2 separate regions of the Mus musculus genome follow, and region 1 is linked to region 2. A link is a contact called in public HiChIP or PLAC-seq data. All regions are on one chromosome and are shown on one strand. Each heading gives the region's core, a stretch centred on a gene start, on an enhancer-like site or on the middle of the called end of the contact. The rest is flanking DNA. Distances are from core to core; before and after follow the strand shown. Region 1 holds the start of Rnf145 (ring finger protein 145). Region 2 has its middle 17 kb from the start of Il12b.

Evidence for each region. HiChIP or PLAC-seq counts read pairs in DNA pulled down with a chosen protein or histone mark.
Region 1: a contact with region 2 is called in an H3K27ac HiChIP or PLAC-seq map of microglia, with 2.9 times the contacts expected there. The contact joins the promoter of Rnf145 here to the enhancer-like site in region 2. A contact is called at or near these places in 2 of 39 promoter capture datasets (the C10 cell line and macrophages), 1 of 484 Hi-C or Micro-C datasets (large pre-B cells), 4 of 115 datasets of contacts at active chromatin or transcription factors (bone marrow-derived macrophages, embryonic stem cells, large pre-B cells and 1 more) and 1 of 9 other capture datasets (adipose tissue).

The regions. Positions count from the first base shown.
Region 1 is chr11:44,517,380-44,522,258 of GRCm38.p6, forward strand. Rnf145 (ring finger protein 145) reads left to right here and starts at 1,577. Exons shown (of 11, transcript NM_028862.4): 1 at 1,577-1,895.
Region 2 is chr11:44,381,062-44,385,869 of GRCm38.p6, forward strand. No RefSeq gene overlaps it. Among named protein-coding and RNA genes, the nearest start is that of Il12b, 17 kb to the right of the region's middle. Within about 2 kb of position 1,335, at least 27 of the 459 cell types and tissues checked have an H3K27ac peak or open chromatin away from gene starts, as enhancers often do. A contact at or near this core is called in microglia, where this site is marked.

The DNA.
Region 1 (4,879 bases), core at 327-2,826, 140 kb after region 2:
TTGGATAGGGCATCCTGCACTGCTTACGAGTGAGGAACATGAGGCAGTGAGCAGTGACATGCATGCATTCACATCACTCTCTGCTTCTAGACTCTGGGTGAAGTGACCAGCTGTTTCAAGTTCCTGATGCCTTAACCTGCCCCACGAGGGACTGTGCGTTAAACAGTGAGCTGAAACACACCCATTCTCCATAAATTCTGTCCAAGTTTTATCACAGTCACAGAAAATGGGAGGGAGATATGCTACTGTGAACTTTAGTGATGGCTTTGGCTACATATTACTTATTTTACATCTATGAATGTTTTGTCTGCAGATATGTCTGAGCACCACATGTTTGTAGTGTCCATGGAGGCCAGAAGAGGGCGTCAGATCCTCTGGGACTCGAGTTACCAGCTACACCTGGGTGCTGAGAATTGAACCTGGGGGTGGGGTGTTCTCTAGAAGAACAAAAAGGGCTCTTAAGAGCTAAGCCATCTCTCCTGCTCTGATGACCTTGTATATGTAGAGGTTGTGTTTACAGTTTTATAGCAGGGGAGACCCAGAGGTTCAGAATCGTGGGTGTATGTGTCTCATAAGCAGTGGACAAGGACACATAAACATCAAAGAATACTCATTTTGTCTTGTACAGATTGTAAGGTGGAGGCTCTTGGCAAGTTTCCGAATGAGCCAGAATGGTTGCAATGCCTTACAAATCACTTGGTGTTCATCTTCTGTTACCTAGGCACTGCCTAATGAAAGGCCACACTAGTTTCTAGTGGCAACTGATTCTCAAGGGACTAAACTAAAAGCAAGGAACAACAGAGCAAATGGCAGAAGGTAATAGCGAGGCAATGGTAATACAGATGAACGTAGTAATAGATCCCTGCAAAGATCAGCTTAAGTCCTCAGCAAGCTTATATACTATATAGACACAGATCCTGCTCTAAAAGCTTCTACATTTATAATACGGCAAGAATGTGCCATAGTATTAGGAGACTAGAGCAGAACAAAAGGGTTTCAGGGAAAGGGTGTGTGCACACTAATGTGGTTTGAACCTTGAACCAAAAGAAATGGCAAACCTATTTACACCTTTTATTTTCATACAGTAGTTAATCATTTGCACCAAACGAAGGAGCCGGAATACAGTCCCAGGGAGCAATTCCAAACCATTCACTCATCCAGCATTTTACTCTTCGTCGTCCCTGATGCCTTAGAGACGAGTCTTAGTCTAGTCAAGGAGAGAGTTAAAAATTGCTCTGGGTTTGCACGCGGCAGGGACCAGCCTTTCACATTGTCCCACGTGGTCCCAGCAGGTGAGTGTAGGTGTGGGCGCGTGCGGCTCGTGGTGTCTGCGGAGTGAGCGCGAACACGTGTCAGAATGGCTGGGGTCACAGTGCATGTCCCGGTGTCGCCTCACCCTTCCTTGGAATAGTCTGCCGGACCAGCACCAAAGAGAAGCCGGCGTTTCGGGCCCACTCAACGGAGGCGGTGCGGGAAGATCCCGCCGTGCGCGATTGTGAGTGAGCGTGGGCGCACGGGGGCCGGGCGATGGCGAGCTCGCGCGCAGGCGCAGAGCGCGCGAGCCGGCGGTCGCCGCAGAGCGCGGGGGGCGGAGCCGGAGCGCGGGGACCAGGCCATGGCGGCCGCCGGGCGCTGGTGCCGGCGCTCGGCCCGGGAGCGCCTTTGTCGCCGCGGAGGATGGTGACCTCACGGTTCGGGCCGCTTCCGCTGCCTCCGCCTCCCGAGACGCCGCAGCCGAGGCCGGACGCGGGAGAGCCGCCGCTGTGAGCCGCGCAAACCGGGCCCCCCGCCGTCGGAACCGAAGATCTCACCGGAGGGGCGGGAATCGGAGCCGGGCAGCAGCGGACACCGCCATCCCCAGTGCCGCCCCGCAGGCAGGGAGGCTGCGGCTCCAGGTGACTGCGGTCAGCCGGGAGCATCCCGCAGGCCTGCTGCCCACTGCGCCTCCCCTCCCCTCCCCCACCCTCGCTCCTCCCCGCCGCGCCCCCTCCTTCTCCGGCTCTTGGCCCCGGCCTGGTCCCCCTCCGCACCGCGCCCTCCCGCCCACCCCTGAGCAGCGATCAGTCTCCTGCGACCTCCTCGCAGAGCCTCATACTCGTTCCCGGGGCCTCGGCTGCCTCCTCACCACCTTCCATCCTTCTTTCCTCCCGCGCCTGGAGAGGGAGAGAACCCTCACATTCCTGAGATGCCCTCATTGGGGCTCACCCCTCTCTGCTCTCCTGTACCCCGGTTGCAAGGCCTTTCCCGGTCTCTCTGGCAGAGGTGTCCAGTCCGGGCTCCTTTGCTCAGGTTTGCATTTCTAACTTTTCGTCTTTTGCGTTTCTGTTCACTCTTTTTGCTTTCAAGCTTCTTCCCTCTTCCCTGGCGTCTCCTCACCTCGCAGCCCCTTAACTCAGCCTAACCATGTGCAGGCGGTGCAGGTTGCGGGTTTCAGAAAGACCTGCCAAGCCCAAAGAATAGGGGGACCCCTGGCTTAGTGTGCAGTGCGCCTCTCTTCAGTCACGAGCAGCTCATCTCTCTCTTACTGTGTTCCTTTTCCCGCTCGCCATCCCTGGGTTCGCCCTCTCCAGTTCTGCTTTCCCACCCTAGGACCTTTGTGGAATGAACCCCCTATTCTATCTAAGGGTTAGGAACTTGACTCATATAAGCGCGCCTTATGAGGCGCGGTAGAGCCAGCACCCTTGGCGAGGCAGGGAGCACCCGGGCTTCTCTTCCTGGCAGAGTTTCTGCTCCACGTAATCCCCTAGCCTTGGGGCTGCTGCGTCCGTGCCGCGCTGCTGTGCTGTGCTCGCTGCCTGCTTGCGGCGAGCTGGCTTGGGGTTACTACAGTTCAAATGTATCTGAGCAAAGCAGGCGGGGTTGGGGGAGGTGCGGGGAGAGAGTGAGATGGGGCGGGGGAAGGGGCCTTTGCAGTGGGAAGGCATCAAAGATTAATGGATGGCTTTGCATCTCTGTCTGCAGTAAACAGGAAACTAGTCTGAAAGGAAGGGGTGTGTGTGTGTGTCTGTCTTTATTTTATAAAATACCGAGTGTGCAGTTTTGTGAATCTTGAACCAGACCCAAAAGGATGAGCTGCCGGTGCTGCAGTCGTGACCTAGGCTGAGCGTCCAATGGCAGAGGTAGCGTTGTTTTCCTTCTCTGTGTCGGGCCCTTAGGTTGGACGATGGCTCTTTCACTGGAGGGTGGACTCTTATCTGTGGATGTGGTTTCGGAGATGATGAGGAATCACAGGATTGCTAGTAGTTTCTGTGGAAACCAAGTCCCTACAAAGTTAGCTAGCAACACAGTGGGAGTGGGGAGGATTAGCTATATTTAAAACGTGTGCCAGCGCTTATGTAAGGAAGTTCTCTTTCCTGGTCTCCTTTCTGGGCGGAGTTACTTTCGGATTTTAGGGTCCAGCTTCGCCCTCTCGTTTTTGTTTTTGTTTTTTTGTTTTTTGTTTTGTTTGTTTATTTTTTTTAAGGTCTCAGCATCCCAATGGATAGACAGCCTCCTTGTCCCCCATTTGCTTAGATTCAGTTTTAGTTGATTTAGAATTTGTTTGAATTGCTGGGAGCAGAGAAGGAAGGTTGATGGTGATGGTTTTGTTTGTAACTTTCAGCCCTAAATTATCTGTTATCAATTTAAGTCATCTTATTTTTGCTTTGTCTTTTTTAAAAAGGTAGTTAAGGAGTTGTGGGATTCCTTTTTTTTTTAATACCACATTTTTTTTTTTTTAAAGATAGTTTTCCAACGGAGCCCAGCAGTTACATTTTTCTTACTGTTGAAGTTTCTTTGTCTGATTTCTCCCTATTCAAAACTAAACTTTGGTAGTTTTAGGACAATGCAGAGTGAGGATCTGTGTTTCCTAACCCTCAAGCCCTATAATAAACTGCACATTATACAAGACGTTGTTTCCATGTCTTGGAAAGGCATTTATTGAAACAGCCAGGGTTTGGGGTTTTGGTGAGCATTTATTGAGTCTTTCCGTTTCTGGGAAGAAACATTTTCTGTTTCTGGAAAGAAAGTTTACTGTTTCTGGGACAAAACTTTTCATTTACTTAGCTGCTGGGCTGTCTAACATGGGTTTGAGTCACCTTTAGTTTACGTGGCTTGCAGAGACATGATGGAGAATTCATTTCCAGTTTGTTTCAATAACCCAAGGAAATTTTGGGATCTTACAGGAAGATAAGATAGTGCAGAAAGCTTACATATTTGCATTTGGCGGTTTTGGACCTTTTGTTTTTGCTATTCCTGTGTCTAGGGTTGCTGGGTATCATGGTTTTAAGGGAATTCTGAGCTCCAGCTTAATAATTGTTCATCAGCAGTGTTTGACCCTGGATCCAAAATAACATATAAGGTTTGAGCCAATTATTAAGGATCTATGATATCAGTTATTTACTTTTAGCGTCTCTGTGTGGGCAGATGTGCAGTGTTTTGTTGCTGGTGTGGAGGTCAGAGGACAGCTAGAAAGTTCTCCCTTTCAGCCATGCGGGTCTCACACCTGACCTCCAGCATCTAAGCCATCTTGCTGGCCTGGACAGCTGTTTTTTTGCTTCATGTTCTTACAGCCTAGTACTATGGAAGATATAAGTAATCGCAAGCTTCTATAATCATGGCAAATACCTCTGAATTTTGTCTGGATGTTGGTTTAGTGCATGGAGCTAGAGTATAGAACATTGATTTCTATTTGGGATGGTTTCCACCTGTCCTAGTTATGAATTACAAAGTTCTGAGGCATGGGGTTGGTCTTTGCTATTGCTTTGCTTATCCATGTTGTTTTCTCCATGTATCACTATAGGGCATTTTTAAAAATGACTTACAAAAGGTCCAGAAATAAGTGATCCATTGAATAAGTAATAGATTTATTCTTTTTGTTTTGTTTTTTGTTTGTTTGTCT
Region 2 (4,808 bases), core at 85-2,584:
TTCAAACTCTTTTTTTTTCCAAGAGTTTATTTTAGACATGTTTAAGTACATTACAGTCTTGGGAAAAAGTTTCCTCATAAGAATGATTTCAACCCCTTGTGCACAATAAAGCCCAAGAAGTGACTGCATTAAAACTCTTTTGCAAAGTGCACATGGCCTCTACCACGAAGGTGGGCTCTGTAGCTTAAGGGCTTACGATCTGGGGTAGCCTTCCTTGCTCATGAAGATAGCATAGAGGTTCCCAGCTATAGAGTACCACTTGTGACATCTCCTGTAAGGTTGGGTTCTATTGACTGAGAAACAAAGCTAAGGATAAAAGTCTAGAGAGAGTCTGGAGTCAATGTCATGGTCTCCAGGATGAGGGTGAGGCTTGGTCCTAAGGATAACACAGATCACCAGGCTAATAAAGCCATCCACCCCCAGCTTTTGGGTGGGAAACGGGTATATACATCCCTTCCATTGAAGAGACAAGCCCACGTGCTTAACATTCATGTTTTCCCTAGGGTGTCTCTGTGACCACAAAGACCTCATTCCCTCTACATGTATCTACATATATGTACAGAAATAGATGTATTATAAGACTCATGTGATTATGGAAAATGACAAGTCCCAACATATGCAGTTGGCAAGCTGGGGATCCGGGAGACAAGTCTGACATCTGGTCTGTAAGTCAGTGGACGCAATCATCCAGGCAAGCCCCATGTAGGACAAACTTGGTGTTATGACTCTAATAATTATAATAGCATTGACATCCTGAGGCTATGCAAAGATTAAATGAGATAATAATTTCAAGGCTACAACATATGAGCATTGGCTTTTATAAATGTTAGCCTTTATTATCAGAGAGCCTCGGGGTATTATTCTATTCAGTGCGTAGTCAACCTTGGAAAATGATTTATTTTACTACCATGAAGTTACTCTTAAATTAGTTACAGGGGCTTACACCTATAATCCTAGCACATGGGAAGTTTGAAGCAGGAGGATCACCATGTATCAGGGCCAGTCTGAAATTCATGAGTTCCAGGCCAGCATAGGATCCAGAGGCCTTAAGGAGAGTCCCACACTGAGGTGCCCCCATGTGCTCTAACATCATGTGGCCCTTGCCCTTTGGAAAACACTAGACCAGAAGCCCCAGGGGATCTGGTTCCTTTTTCTTGTGCTTTTCACCCATGATGCCAGCTTCTCAGCCAAGGATTCCAGCAGGGTAGGTGGAGAACCCCTATTCATCTCCCTCCTCTCTTACGGAGGGATTCCAAACGCTTGTATTGACATCACACAATCAAGCCCTGCTTTCTATTTCAAAATGAGTCTCCCCCACAGCTCACAGTTGAAAGTCTTAAGAGAAAACCACATCTGTCTTCTTTCATTTCCTCTCCAGAAGCCCCTCTGTTTTTGCTTACCCAGGAGTGTCTGGCCTCGGAGAGAGGTTAGGTCAGCTTTGCCCTTTGGGCTCATAAGTGAAGTATCAGCAGTGAATACAAAGGAAAGAAGAGCAGGAACAGAAAGGCACATGCCTTGCAGGGGACTTTGTGCTACTCCCTTTCTATCTTTTCTTTCCTTTGGATACATGAGCACCAAGCCACAGGCTGTCGTGAGGGGAAACAGGGAGTCGAGACGGAAAGCTGAGGAGTTTTGAGTGGGGACTCCTAGTCATGAAGATATTGTTTGTTTGTTTGTTTGTTTTTTCCTCTGTCCTGGCTGTCACCAGCTGAACAGGGTGCCTGCTCACACGGACTTGGATATGAAGATATCAGCAGAAGAACCTGGCAGCAAGTGAAGACAGACCAGCCCCCTAAACAGAAAGCTGAGAAAGGCTCCCTTTCTGTAATGAAACTGCCAATGCTGACAGTACCCACAGGCAGAGAGCAGGCAAATTTTACCATCTCGCCAGCAAGCCCTCTCTCTTGTGATTCCCGAAAAGCCTTAGATAAATGTCCAGGTTACCTCCCTGCTCCCAAAGAACATTAGATCTTACTGTACCCATAGTCTAGAGTGTCCTTCTGCCCCATTCCTTGTGTCAAAGCCTACACCCCTAAAACCAGTTGTAAACATGGCCTACCCTGCCGAGCCTATGATAATTCTCCCAGTCAAATAATGATAATATAATTGATTAAAATGTTCTCAATGCTAGCTGTTACTGAGCACTTCCCTAGGCATCCACTTAACTCAAGGCTCACATACACGATGAGCTCATCCACGTCACAGACTAGGTAATATCTTACCATCTCTGCCTAAGCAACTCTTATCATTGGGATATCAGTCAACCCGTGTGTTCTCTCCGCATCTCATCAGACATCAGTGGGGCTCAAACAAACCTTTGTAGTCTGGCTGTCCCGTGGCATGAAAAGCCTGAAGCCATAGTACCTAAATACATAAGTGATACTCAGTAAGTATTGTGACCTCTTGTGTGAAAGCATATAGATCTATGTTGAGAACATCTCAATTTTACACGTGAAGAAATTAAGGCAACGGAGAGATATACAGTAAACAGCCCACATTCAGAACAAAGCAGCATTTCACTTCCCTCTCATTTGGACTTTGTTTACATTGGCCAACCACCCTTGTTAATATATTGGACATATGTCTATCTATTGTCTCTCAATTCCTTAGGTAGATATTATGCCCCAGGGCACAACTATTATCTCCCAGACTCTCAACCCTGGATTTTCTTACCTCATCGTTTCCTGCCCTTCCATACCCTCACCTTATGATTTTGATATAGTCCAGCCTTCAAATCCATGGTGAATATCTCAACCATGGTATCTGCTTTCACCCACCCAACTGGGTGTGGTCTCCCTGTCTCTTAAATTCTCCCAGCACATATCTGAACTTTCAGCCCTTCTTTACCTGGCCTGTGTCATGGTCTTATGAGAATTTGGTCTCTTTATTCTGCTAAACACTGAAGTCCCTATAGAATGAATTTTCCTTTCAACCAAATATAGTAGCACTATGGACTATTAAGAAAAATGTTTTGGAGTGGCTCATGATTCTTCCAGTCTGGGCCAGTGCCCTGAGCAGACCTTGGGCATGAAGTCCACAGCCAGTCCCAGAACACCCAGAGGAAGTTCCACTTCCAGGTGCCCCAACACGCCCAGGATCACAAAATCACAGAATACTTTTAGTGTTGTTAATGCTTTTGGCGATGGTGGTCATGGGAAGGTTTGTGAGGAAATTTTTAGTTGAAACAAAATAAATAAGGTAATTATTGATGAAATAATTGTAATAAATCATGTGGATGTGTCTAATTGTGGGGAGCCGCCCTCACATTTGCCATTATAAGATGGCGCTGACAGCTGTGTTCTAAGTGGTAAACATAATCTGCACACGTGCAGGGGCAGTTTTCCCGCCATGTGTTCTGCCTTTCTCGTGATGACAACTGGGCCGATGGGCTGCAGCCAATCAGGGAGTAATACGTCCTAGGCGGAGGATAATTCTCCTTAAAAGGGACGGGGTTTTGCCATTCTTTTTCTCTCTCTTGCTTTCTTTCTCTTGCTTTCTTGTTCTTTTTCTTGCTCTTGCTTTCTTGTTCTTTTTCTCTCTCTTGTTCTTGCTTTTTCTCTCTCTTGTTCTTGCTTTCTCTCTCTCTTGTTCTTGCTTTTCTCTCTCTTGCTCTCTGGCTCCTGAAGATGTAAGCAATAAAGCTTTGCCGCAGAAGATTCCAGTTTGCTGCGTTCTTCCTGGCCGGTCGCGTGAACGTGTGTAAGAGTTGGTGCTGAAACCCGGGACGAGAAGACCTGGGACGAGAAAACCCGGGACGAGAAATCCTGGGACGAGAAAACCCCGGGACGGAATTTACCATCACCGGCGCAAGGAAGATCCCTCATTCCGGAACCAGAACTGCGGGTCACGGTGGTAATGAAGTGTTCCCGTAAAACAGACTGTTGAGAAGGATTCAACTGCGTGAATTCAGAACTCTTCAGCTGGGGAATGGTGGTAATGAAGTGTTCCCACAACACAGACTGTTGAGAAGGATTCAACTGCGTGAATTCAGAACTCTTCAGCTGGGGAACAGGGTACCCGTAAGTATAGCTTTACAAGGTAAGTCTGGCCTTGAACTTTCTAATGAAATTCAAGACAGTCTATCAGAAGTAAAGTGGGAAATAGCTTTACAAGGTATGTTTGGCCTTGAACTTTTTCTAGCGTTAGGAGCCTTTTTGTTCCTTTTCACATGTTATCAAGCGGTTAAGGCAGGGCTGAAAATTCTGGATGAAATTCAAGACAATCTATCAGAAGTAAAGCGGGGAGAGAGAGTAGGAGCAAAGAGGAAATATGGTACACAAAATAAGTATACAGGCCTTTCCACGGGTCTTGAACCCGAGGAAAAGTTAAGGTCAGGTAAGAATACCTGGGGAGAGATTGGAAGGAAGGAGAAGGAAAAAGAAAAGAAAAAAGATCAATCAGCGGAGGTTTCTAGGAGAAGGAGCCTATACTCATCACTAGATGAGCTCAAGGAGCCAGTTCTTAATAGTTCTGAATCAGATGAAAAGGCTATTAGGGCCTGGAAGGCGCTCTCCCGAGCAGGTGAAGCCACTGGACAACTAACAAAGATCGTCCAGGGACCTCAGGAGTCGTTCTCAGATTTTGTGGCCAGAATGACAGAGGCAGCAGAGCGTATTTTTGCAGATTTGGAGCAAGCCGTACCTCTGGTAGAATAGCTCATTTATGAGCAAGCCAGGCAGGAATGCAGAGCGGCCATAGCCCCAAGAAAGAACAAAGGTTTACAAGACTGGCTCAGGGTTTGTCGGGAGCTTGGGGGACCTCTCATTATGCGTTACTTCCATTCAGTATGAGAAATTTACTAGGGCAGC